Linked DNA regions of Cricetulus griseus: region 1 is linked to region 2. Evidence: chromatin contacts called from public Micro-C data. All regions are on one chromosome and are shown on one strand. Each heading gives the region's core, a stretch centred on a gene start, on an enhancer-like site or on the middle of the called end of the contact. The rest is flanking DNA. Distances are from core to core; before and after follow the strand shown. Region 1 overlaps LOC118238890 (a long non-coding RNA gene). Region 2 has its middle 67 kb from the start of Mir181b.

What was found. A called contact is a pair of places that touch in the nucleus more often than the background predicts.
Region 1: a Micro-C map of the CHO-K1 cell line shows a contact between it and region 2, with 2.5 times the contacts expected there. The contact joins two enhancer-like sites. A contact is called at or near these places in 2 of 8 Hi-C or Micro-C datasets (the CHO-K1 cell line and liver).

Annotation. Positions count from the first base shown.
Region 1 is chr5:51,403,913-51,410,222 of CriGri-PICRH-1.0, forward strand. All of the region lies in intron 1 of LOC118238890 (a long non-coding RNA gene), which reads right to left. Among named protein-coding and RNA genes, the nearest start is that of Mir181a, 62 kb to the left of the region's middle. Within about 2 kb of position 3,424, at least 1 of the 6 cell types and tissues checked has open chromatin away from gene starts, as enhancers often do.
Region 2 is chr5:51,274,964-51,281,137 of CriGri-PICRH-1.0, forward strand. No RefSeq gene overlaps it. Among named protein-coding and RNA genes, the nearest start is that of Mir181b, 67 kb to the right of the region's middle. Within about 2 kb of position 2,093, at least 3 of the 6 cell types and tissues checked have open chromatin away from gene starts, as enhancers often do.

The DNA.
Region 1 (6,310 bases), core at 2,174-4,673, 130 kb after region 2:
ATGTCTAAATAAAGGGCTTCATCTACAGAATACATGTGAAGATAATCTAAGATTGACTGTGAAGCAAAAACATGTGTTTTTTTTTTAAAGAAACACTATAGTTAAAATCATTGTATTAGTTTTTCTGTACATCTAGAATAAAATAATGCATGGTTATATTTAGTGAGGTTTGTGATAACTCTGAATGAAAGCTAGAAAAAAATGAAGCCTTTATACTCTTTGGTCATTATATTTGAGTCATGTTAGGCCATTGTCTCTCATCAATGTTTATTACTGGATTCTAATTGCCCAATCTTGAGATAGCATGTAGTTTATGAATGGAAGCCGACTATAGCTTACATGACTACTTGCCTTTAAGTATCTAACCTCATTTGAAGTGTTATGGTTTTTGGCTTAAGTTGTAAATTACTACAGATGTCTCTTCATATACTCTGTGCATGCAATTTAATTACTAGGAAATCTATAAAAGAAACCATTCATCTTACCCATGTGTTTTGAAGTTTTCTTGCTTAGATTTTGTTTAAGATAACACATGAAGTGATGATGGAGATTTATACTCTAATGCCCATGCTCAGAAAGACCCCTGACAAGTCTGCATCAGAATATATCACCATGTGGCTAAAGTACATCTGTAGTAACAACCCTTGGTGAATGCACATCTATAGTGACAACATGTACAAATAAGAGACTTTTCCAGAAATACATTCACTTCTTCTTTTTAAGGTGGACATTTGACTCCAAATGAAGAAGCCAACAGAAAAAAAAATTATCCCAATGTCATTGTTCATTTCTATAACTATGTAAGATATTACTGAATTTCCTTCACAAACCAAGCTTAGTGTAATTCTGGGAGTTCCTCAGAATATTTTAAAATAAAGCATCCTTACAATCATCTACTAAAGTGAGGAAGATGAATGCACTTATGAATGAAGATAACTCTAATATATGATCCTTGAATGCAAGGGAATGTGATAAACAGGAATAATGCTATGTCCTTGCTACCCATGCCTTATGCACTATACAAACATGGTTTAAAATACTGAGTTGTAAAGGTACTGAAGGAAGGGAAGCTAGATACAGGTTTTCTCAATTTCTGCCATCCAAAAAAATTCTGAATGTCTTTATATTTAATTACCACAACAGCCACCAAATTATACAAGTGAATATGTATCTAACGGCAACCACTTTGTCCCCTCCCCTTCCTTGATTTTAAGATAAGTTTTAAGAATTTTATTCATGATGTCTTATGTTTAATAGTTTCTGACATATAACTGATTAAACCATGAAAATAGAGATATAAAAGTTGATCAACCAACTATAAGGCAGGCCTCCACTCTATAGCTAGAGGGAAATCAGGACATAGTTTTGGGGTCTTTAACTGTATTTTAATTTTATAAAAATTGTTTGGAATAAATAAAGCAAAACACTAAAAATTATAAATCTTGATAGTAGACACCTGGATATAAATATTATTTTTGCCTTCAATTTTCTGTATAGTTTGAAATAGCTTAAAATTAGTATGAAGTTTGCTCTATATTTTTCTAGCCACAAAAAAACATTTGTATATAACTCCACCAGTGGAATTTTAAATCATGGTTCTGGTCAAAAGTCAGAGATGTTATTTTCCTTGGAATTCAAAAATACATTTAAAATAAAGTAAAATCCCCATTCTTTTAAAATGTGGTTTAATAGCTGTCTAACTTTCTCACGTGTGTTCTGTGATTGAGTGTTGAGCCATCTCATGTTACATGCATGCATTTCATCATTAGATTTTAGAGGCATAAGTGTAGTTGTTTCACTCAAACTATAAATACTTACCAAACATGATATAAACACATAAATACAGTTTATAAGATATCATTGTAAAAATATTTTCCAAATACTATTCTCTTCCGTCGTTTTCTCTCTCTTAGTTATGCTTTATAAAATAAAATCATCTTTTAAGAATGGGCAATATAAGAGTATACATTTTAGAATACACATGAGTACAAAGATTTAAAAAGAAATACCTATATAAAATATCTATGCTCCCTAGAAAGAGACATAGTTTGGGAAGAAGTGTCTATTTTAGATATTCTCGAAAATATTACAATACTAATATATTAAGGTGTTTTAGGTGCAAATTATACTTTAACAGCCTCAGTTATAGCTTAAAGAAGAGTCATATTCACTGCTTATTAATTACAAAGGAAGTGGCTCTAACTTTACAGAGCCTTGAAAAATGTACCCATCACAACCACCTTGCAGTGTTTGAATGTTCAACATAGTCTGTTCTTTCAGGTCTGGAAGTTTGCTCAGAGCACCCAATAATGGCCGAGCACTTGCACAAATGTTGCACCTGGAACAGGGAGAAGTGAAGGGGCAAAGGTCAAAACCAGGCCTTAATAAGCATTGACTAAACAGACTTTAGCATCAGTGAAAAGTCCAGACGCCCCCTGCAGAGTCATCTTCCATCTGATTTTCCTCTTTTCAACATGTGGTATAATCCATAAATACAACCAAATCACTGGCAGCTTAGCCTAGAGGAAACCCCCACCCATCCAACCCGCCTCCTCTTCAAAAGGATTTTAAACTTTAACCCTTTTGCATCCTCTTCTTAACTAAAGAATGTCACTGTTAGCTTCCATCCATAACTCTTTCCAGGACGAGAGGCACTCTAAGTGTTTCCTAAGACCGAGTACTGGTTGAGGGCTTTTCTCCTAAAACGTTTTCAATAAAATTCTGGTAAATGACTAATGGATCAAGACCATCAAACAACTACACAGTCAGCAAAACGTGTCTCTTTCATGAATATTTCCACTGTGGCAGACTTAAATGAAGACTTAAAACCTTAAAAGGAATTGTCTTTTTCTCACTTACTATCACAAAGAAGTTAAATTTACATATGAGTTTCTATATGTGCATATGAGTGCTGAAAATGTCCACATTTTGAGACTCTTCTAACTTCAGCTTAGGTGACACAGTTTGTACTCTCATAATTTTATTGGAATAATGTCACGCTTGTACACTTGTCTTCTGGTTCTTCTCTTTAACCTTTGTGGCTTTTTTTTTTTTTAACACATTCTTTTAAAACAGTGATTTTCCTCCAGGAAGCAAACTTACTCAAGAGGAACACAAGAATAAACTGGGCTTCCACCTTGAGCATATTAAATGAGAGAACGCTTCCACTTGGAGGTGGGCTCACTGCGGAAACTGGGAGTGACAGCCACAAAGGCAAATTTGGTGGCTTGTTATTTACGACACTGCAGACCTTCAGAATGCCAAAGACATCTGTGTGAGCCCCTATATTTATCCTCACATCTATCCAGATAGCCCCACTTCCTTTACAGTTAAGAATATAAAATTAGAAAACAACACAAGAGCGCACTAGTGTGTGCATGACTCATAAAACTCCCAAAGAAGGATGAGGCCAAAGCTCACTGAAAAGCGATGGCTGAGTTCACGTCAAACTGGATGGGAGGTGCTGACTGCTGTAGAGGAGAGTTTAAGCTGGGGAACTGTCCTAAGAAAGGAAAAACTGCAAATGGTGTCCAAGGAGAGCTGAGGGGGGCCTGAGTTTCCCATGGATCTCTATCTCAGAGTCATTCCCACAGTTTCACAGACAGGAAAAGGGGCTACAGTGAGGGCAGACATTTCACACAGCTGCAAAGATTCCATAACTGACTGTAATTTTTCCTGGATTTTTTTTTTTTACCTAAATGAAAATTAGGATTCATGGAGCAAAATAGAGCAAGAGTATCAACCACAAACCTATATAAGTTAAAAATACTGACACTCATTGTAATGAGATGTAAAGTTAACGTTGTATTAAATATTTGTAATCAAACTTGACACCACATAATCAAAACTTGCATAGTAGCCAATCATACCACAGAAAAGAAGAATATGTAGCCAATCATACTACAGAAAAGAAGAAAATGGAAGTAGTCTAGAGTCATCATCCTTATTTAAATGTACATTTTGATTATTTAGTAGGAATGAACCAAAATTTCAATAGCAATTTAATAATTCTGACGATCCAATTATCCATCATCTTATATATTCCAGCTACAATTCATGACTAAATAAACTCTGTGGTTCTGAAGGAGAGGATGAGATTTAGTTCTTCATGAATTAATACCTTAGATGCCACTTTACTGTCATTTTGTTGTTAGTACATAATTTTGATCTCTTAATACTTTATACATAATCACTTTGGGTAAATCACGACTATGAACTTACTTGGCTTTTCCTTTTTTTTTTTTTTTTTTTTTTTTTTTTTTTTTTTTTTTGGCTTTTCGAGACAAGGTTTCTCTGTGTGGCTTTACAGCCTGTCCTGGAACTCACTCTGTAGACCAGGCTGGCCTCGAACTCACAGAAATCTGAGTGCCTCTGCCTCCAGAGTACTGGGATTAAAGAAGGGTGGCACTACTGCCCAGCTTTGGCTTTTCCAATTCTAAATCATTAACAAAAAGGTAATTTGATAGGAGAACAGCAATCAAAGCAAATGCTTTAGGACACAATGCCAATAATAGAAAGATATCTATAAGATCTCAGAACTTTAATCTTCTCAAGGTTTGTAAAGATTGACTTCATACATTAGTGATTAGAGAACAACCTTCAGAATTATAAATTCCAGGATAGTCTACTTCAAATTTTGTATAGTTTTGACGCAAAAAAAAACCATTTTTTTTTTTAAATCTAACGAGTGTTTCCATTCCCAAGACATATTTTCAAACATGGCAGGAGTGTGGCCTGTAATAAAGCATTTCTTGTGGGACAGTTGGGATGCTTGTCTCAGACAGGTGACTCCCCCAAAACAGTGAGTATAATCATGAAACCAAGGACTGGTCTGCTGTAAGCCCTCCTCAGGATTTTTCAGTGAAATTGATAATTGGTCTTGATTTCTTAATTTCTACCTGTTTTTTAAATGTGCACCTTGACGTCAACTTTTTTTCTAAGCTTGTATGTCAAAACAATGTCAGGATATCACAGGTTTGCCATTCCAGAAATAGATTTTTAGATCTGAGTATTTTTAACTGAAAAAAATAAATATTAATGTAATAATTTGAATCAAGACTTTATCCAAAACAGGGCTTGAAATATATCTCAGTGGTAGAATGGGTGCTTAGCACATATTGGACTTTGGGTTCAAGCCTCAGCACCACCACACCCCTAGAAAGAACTTGCCAACGACAAAAAATGGATGCCTACCAAAATAGACATCCACCTTCAAAGAATATATAACTAACTGAACTATATATGTACATATATAATACAGAATTCACCACACTACGTTGAATACATATATACATATACATCTCATCCTCTATTTCTAATACATTTGCTAGTAAAGGTATGAATAAACTTCTAGGAAAATATTTTTCTTTATTTTTTCACATACACAATAAGTCAAAACTCTTGATGATTGATGGAAAATTGAAAATACATGCATATATTCTAATAATGATTCATATAAGTGATGAGAAAAATAAATATGGTATTTCATTCTTTCATCTCAGTTCAACTATCATTGCTAATATTTTAATGTACTTTTTAACCCAAGAAAACCAAGCTGTGTAAGTACATGATAACTTTCTGATTTTTTTAAGATGTAACGAGAGAGTTAGATCAATCAAATAATTCTCACTGAGGAATAGTATTGCAGCTCTCTTAATGTTAAAAATTGTAAGTATTTGCAGTTAGTTCAGATTGCCTAGTAAGGGTAAAATACAAAGACAGAACTGAGGCTCACAATGCCTCCACTGATTTCTGTCCTGGCCCTTCCTCTGCACATGGTCAATTAGAATTGAAAATCCTCTGCTGATTTCATTCGCTGGAATTTTTAAGCAGGTCAGGAAAGAAAGATGTTATTGAAAGGGAGAGTCTCATCTAAATAAGAAAGGAGCATGCGGCCATCTGGCCTCAGCTATACGTATAAGAAGTTGTTTCAGCTGAACTAAGGATTGGTATTTTAAAAGATGTGCCAAAAAATCAACCCCAAATCCGTGTATGGTTTAACAAAAATGGTCCTAAATGTTTTTTTAAACCTCCAAATATGCATTTGGTTCATTTCCTATCTGTGCTTCATGAACCCGTCTGACCCCAGTGTCTCACTGAGCCTGAGTGGGTTGCACGCAGAGGGTCAGTCAATCACTTTTCAAACTCTCTTCCTTCACGGGGCATCTAACAAAACAGTGGCTCTTTTGTAAGCTACAAAAATAACTTTGATAGTCTTCACTCAAATTAATTTTGAGTGTAGCATGCATCCAGATTGGAGGAATAAAATTTGCAGCATAAAGCCGCCAAACCAGCTTCCCTTCTTTGCTTA
Region 2 (6,174 bases), core at 843-3,342:
CGCGCGCACACACACACACACACACACACACACACACACACACACACACACACACAAGAAATCAGAAATCAGAAAGCTTGCTGTTTGGTCTGCTTTTGTGACTCACACTAATCAGATGAAACCATGCTCTGTGTTCATTTCACAAACTAAACACACCACATAGGAATCATCTCGGGCATCTCCCTGAAACCAAGTTTATTTAAGGTCCTTTGGCAGAGCTGGGGCTGGAGCAGCCAAGAACTTGGATGCTCAGTTCGTGCAATTTGACACTTCATGGTTTTTCCTTGGCTGAGAAATTTAGCAAGCAGAAATCAAAGAGAAATTCAGTGACCTGAGCTCAAGTGGTGCACTGGACCTTGGGTCTGTGGAAGGGAGTGGGGGATGGGGAGGTGGACAGGACCTTGGATCTGTGGGAGGGAATGGGGGGATGGGGGGATGGACAGGACCTTGGATCTGTGGGAGGGAATGGGGGGATGGGGGGATGGACAGGACCTTGGGTCTGTGGGAGGGAATGGGGGGATGGGGGGATGGACAGGACCTTGGATCTGTGGGAGGGAATGGGGGGATGGGGGGATGGACAGGACCTTGGGTCTGTGGGAGGGAATGGGGGGATGGGGAGATGGACAGGACCTTAGGTCTGTGGGAGGGAGTGGCGGGATGGGGAGTTGGACAGGACTGCTGATGACTGCAGTGTGGAAGAAACATCAAGTAACAAATGCATCCTCTGCTGGAAGAGGAGGACTTGTTCTTACAGTGCAGACAGGCCCTTTGAAAAGTGGGTGGGCAGGCGCTCCAGCTTGCCTGAGGCTTCAGCTCCCAAGAAGCTGGATCCCCTGGTTGTGCAAGGCAGATTCTAAAGGGAGCTGAATCAACCTTGTGGAATTAACTTCTTGAGACTTGTCGGGTTGACATAGTTACATGACTTGAGAAGAGTTCCTTACCTGCTCTTAGCTCCATTTTTCTCTTCTCTAAAATTGAGATAATATTACTGAGTGCTAAGGGCAGTACTTGCCATTTCACACTTTCTTATCTAAGGCTAAGCCCAAAGGTAGTCTAGCTGTTGAGTTGTGGACCTGTTTTCTGATTTTTTTTTTCTTATTAGACAATGTTTCACTATATTACTGTGACTGGCCTGGAACTCAGAGTGAATACCTGCCTCTGTCTCCAAAGTGCTGGGATTGTGAGCCATCGTGTCTGACCCAGTTTATGACCTCCCCACCCTCAGTTCTCTTATGTAACCTAGAAATTTGTCACCTCTCAGGGCTGGAATAAAACCTGCCTGGGACAATGTATGAAATCTATTACAAAAATGACTGACTGGACTCCAGTGGTCAGGAAGAACGCTTGCTGCACAAACAGAATGAGCATATGGATCTGTGGGATCCACATAAAAAGGAAGGAGGGGTGACATCCTAGCCATGGTGAGATGGGAGGCAGCAAGAGGCAGAGATCCCAGCTGCCTAATTTACTGGGTAACAAGAGAGATCTTTTCAAAAACAAAATTAGGAAATACATGAAGAATAACACAGGAAATATTTTTATGACTTTCACAAGCACATGAACATAGGTATAAATGCACTTGCACAGAGAATATGCACACACAAACACACACACACACACACACACACACACACACACACACACCACCACCACCACCACCAACAACAACAATAAAAAGAATGATTGATCACAATAAGAATCTACGGATGATGCCTACAGATAGTTGTCTTGTACCCCTGAAATAACATGTAGACTTGGTTGCTAATAAGAGGGGTGTAGTACTAGGCTAGGGCTTTGGGCTTAAGTGCTTTACCGATTAGCTCAGCTCAACCACAAGTCTACTAAGAACTCATGTTGTCAAAGCCCAGCCCACCTGCTGTCTTTGTCTCCTTTCCCATACACCTGGCCTTGGCTAGTCTCTTTGATCTTGGTGCATGGCACAGTCTTAGTTCTCACTGTCTGGTTCCCAGACCAATCCCCATTTCAGAGAGGAAGTTTCAAAGCAGACTCAGCTTCTCCATCCTTCGAGGCAGGATATTGAGTCACTCTTCCTGTTACTGTTAACTCAGGACAAAGAGTTCCAACACTAACCACAGAGGCCTGTCTTATTCACAAGGAATCCCCCAAGGTGGCCTCATGAAGAAGATGAGCCTGCTGACACTGGCCACTGCATCTGCTGGCCACTCCCTCAGCCTCTGTTTTCTGGTCTTTTGTGTTCGGCAGTTTGGAAAAAAAAAGGGCACTGCTTGCTATGAATAGTGAGGTCACTGGTGATCAGACCTTTGAATACAGCCCCTCCAATATTTATTACATCTCTCATGGCATGTTGTAGTACCTTACCTTTAAGTTGTGGAGGGAAATTTAGAACTCTGCCATAATGTGCCCCAGGTCTCACAAACATTTACATTGATAACCCTCATCTTTGCCATTGTTACTCACTTATATGTCTGAATCAACTACAATCAGTGTTCTCTATGCCAGCACAGTTTCAGACAGTGAGAGAGAAGTAGAAACAGGAGAAATTGCTCTCTCCTTTTCATGGGGTGACATAGACATTATACTTCTTACCTTTGTTCTTACAACATGGCCAGAACTTAAAATATGTCTACATTTGGCCACAAAAAAGGCTGGGTCAGCGGTGTTCCTAAAAATATCTAGGATTCTGTTACTGTAGAAGACTAAAATAGAAATGGGGGATTAGCACTTTTTACCACAGTGCTTCATGATGCTTTCATGAATATTAATTACATTAAAGAATGTGTGAGTTTGGGCTAGGAAGATGACTTAGTGGATTAAGAGTGTTCAGTTTCCAGCACTCAGTTCAGGTTGCTTACACCTAGCTGTGACTCTGATGCCCTCTTCTGAATTCAGAGGGTAGGTGCACACACACACACACACACACACACACACACACACAGAGAGAGAGAGAGAGAGAGAGAGAGAGAGAGGGAAGGAGAGGGAGAGAGAGAGAGAGAGAGAGAGAGAGAGAGAGAGAGAGAGAGAGGCACACATGCATACATGGATAAATAAAAACAAAATACTTTTTAAAACTAAGAGTTTTTGTGAATATCATAAATGAATTCTGAGCTGATGTATCTTAAGGAAACCCTTGTACCACCCAGGTCTGGGTATTTTACCAACTCATGGAAGTGCTTTGTACACAGAAGCAAGCACAGCAGACACACAGAGGCTCTCAGGTACACCAGGCTCCACTCTAGCTAAGCCTTTGGTTTGTGCTGCTGAAGAAATCACAGAATGATCTCAGAAATTATGAACTTGACAGGTTTGACCACTAGCTGTTCTGTAATTTCATTTTATCTTCATGTTTTTCACCTTTGTAAGACTGAAGCTAGGGAACAATAACAACAAAATCCTCATTTACTGTGGGCCTCCTCTCAGTGCGGCAACCAAAGTAGGCCACAGATTACACTCATAGCAAAGGGCCTTGGATTGGAGGATTGTGTCTGTCAGGTATTACACTAATCTGCTTTGACAAAGCCAAATTTTATGTCCAATCTTCACTTTTCACATCTGCAGAGCTAACAGGAAGGAGGAGACAGTCTCCAAATCCCACTGACACAGCAGCAGCTCTCTCTCTCACTCTTGTTTGTTCATAGGCACTGCTTACAAGTCAGGGTGGGAAGCTGGGATCCCTTTTGGGGGTTTGAATAATCTTCTGTGGATTGCACAGCAGCCAGCCCCAGCCTGGCACTCTTGCTTTAACTGAGGTCCAGGCATAACAGGTCCACCCTGCTGCCTTAGACCAGGCACACTGAAGAGGGCTCCTGGGTGTTTACACAGGACCAGGGAGCTTGGGACTGGCTCAACCTAGGCTTGGCTCCTCACTTCTCTGAGAACTGGAATTCCCCAGAATTTCCCCCAAATTAAAAGAACCAACAAACTGTATTACAAAAACAAACAGGATTTGTTTTTTCTTTTAACAAGTAAAAACTAATTTATGCTAAAGCTTTGTTGCCTTGAGTCAAGCCAACCGCGTGATCTCCTGCCAATGCTTTTCTGTGTTAACATCTCAAGTTCGTCAGGATTAAACCCTCCTGGAAAAAGTATATGGTTTTCAAGCCACTAATTGGCCTAAAATGCTCCTCTGTTTTATATAAATACATGAGATAGTACTAAAGATAGAGTTGCATTTGTTAGCCTGAAGGTTCAGCTTCCATGTGAGGTCATTTCTTTTTATGCCTCAACATTTATGTCTGCCTTTAGAGCGAAGGGGAAATGTTCCTTTTGAAAGTGTACACTATAATTTCACATAAATAAAGAGGCAGTTTTGATTTCTATTTCTGACTCTTAAAATATTTTCTAAGTAGTAAGACAGAAAATAAAAGCAGCTCCCAAACTACTCATTATTAGTATTGTATGCAATCATTATATACATTATATGTATTATAATCTTAATTTCAGATTATCTTAACATATAATAAGATAATCTGAAATTACACAAGGCTGTGACAATGACAGCAACAGTGATCCAGACTCATTCACTCATAGGTGGCAGAAAGGAGAACAGTGAATAGGTTTGGATTATATATTGCAAGTCTGTTTGCCACCCTTGGTGATACTCAGGTCTTCATTCACCTCGTAGAAGATTCTTCCCCCTGCTTCAGTGTATGTCCACGGCAGGCCTTTTCTTATCTCTAAATCCCTCACATTGTAATTCCTCAGGGACCGTTTCCCCCCTTCCCCCCACTTATTACTTACTTTTGCTGCTGTGATAATACCCTATGGCCAAGGAGCCTTATGTAAGAGAGTGTAATTGGGCTAACAGTTCCAGAGAGAAGACCTGGCATGCCAGCAGGAAGCAGGTTTGGTGGCTGGAGCAGAAAGCCAAGAGTTCACATCCAGAAATGCAAGTAGGCCAAGGCCTTCAACACTCAAAAGCCACCTCTGATGACACTCTCCCTCCAGCAAAGCCATCAGTCCTCAACCTCCCCAAATATTATCACCAATTAGGGACCAGGTATTCAAATGCTGGAGATTTTGAGGGACATTCCTATGCAAACCACCTTACCCTGAACATGAGGCATCATTCCAGCCTCCTGGGATGCATGTGTGTTCTTTTTGATCATGTTTTTATTCCACAGCTGCTAATCCACTGCTCAAAGCTATTAGCTGTGGCGGCTTCCACTCCATCTCCTTTCTTGACCTTTCAGAAATCCATGGACTATTTTCTCCTTCTAAATTCACTGTTGTCATCATTACATCCACCTTCTTGTTCCTTTAAAGCACGACCATTGTCAACTCCAAATTATTGTCATTTCCCCTCAAGTGATGTTGTAAATCTGCTGTCTATATTTCTTCAAGCATTACTTGCTCATCAGGTCTTTGAAACCTATGCTATAACTCTGAACCTTTTGCTGTGACTGATTTTCCCAAGTTTCACGATAATTGCTGGGTTTTCAAAGTCATTAATGCCAGACGTCTGCAGCATATGACACCAAAAGTACAGATTCTCGATGCCAGTCTATCACTAGTCTGAGCTGCCTGCCATCCCCTCAGTGCCTTGGCTTGGCAATGATTCTTCTATGCACTTCGGACATAGAGAAGGCCAATGATTTGCCAGGGACAGTGGTGACTTCAGTTGTGATGGCCTCTAGGAATAAAATGAATTCCACTTCAGCTTCCTCTACACCACGTGTCTGAACTTGAGTTTTTCCTGCATCTTGCCATTTTCTCTGCTCCCTCATAGACTGTGCTTTCTAATTCTGTCTTAAATACCATCTCTCTCAGTGCTCGATCTCTTGTGCTGATTCCCTGAACACTCACAACACAGCTGTCCCTTTTACACAATAGTCCCCAATTCAAAATGTTTTCATCAGTTATATCCTTGAAGGCTTAAACTCACACTTACTTCATTGGTTGGTACTCTAATGTTGTCTTGGGAAATGGAGATTGCAAGTCCTTGCTTGGTGTTATTAGATTGAGGCATTGCTTTCATCTTTAATGCTCCCTCCCCACTGCCATGTCCACTGGGACTGGTTCATCTTCCTTTCACAAAGGTTCTAGAAGATTTTCAGCTTTTGATTCTTGCTGTCTCAGCCCCAGAACAAGTTCTAATTTACTTCTGACCTGCATCAGTACTATTTCATGTTCCCTGAACTCAGTTGCTTTAACCTATGGCATATAACACCTATGGCTGTTGATATGTCTCCTCTA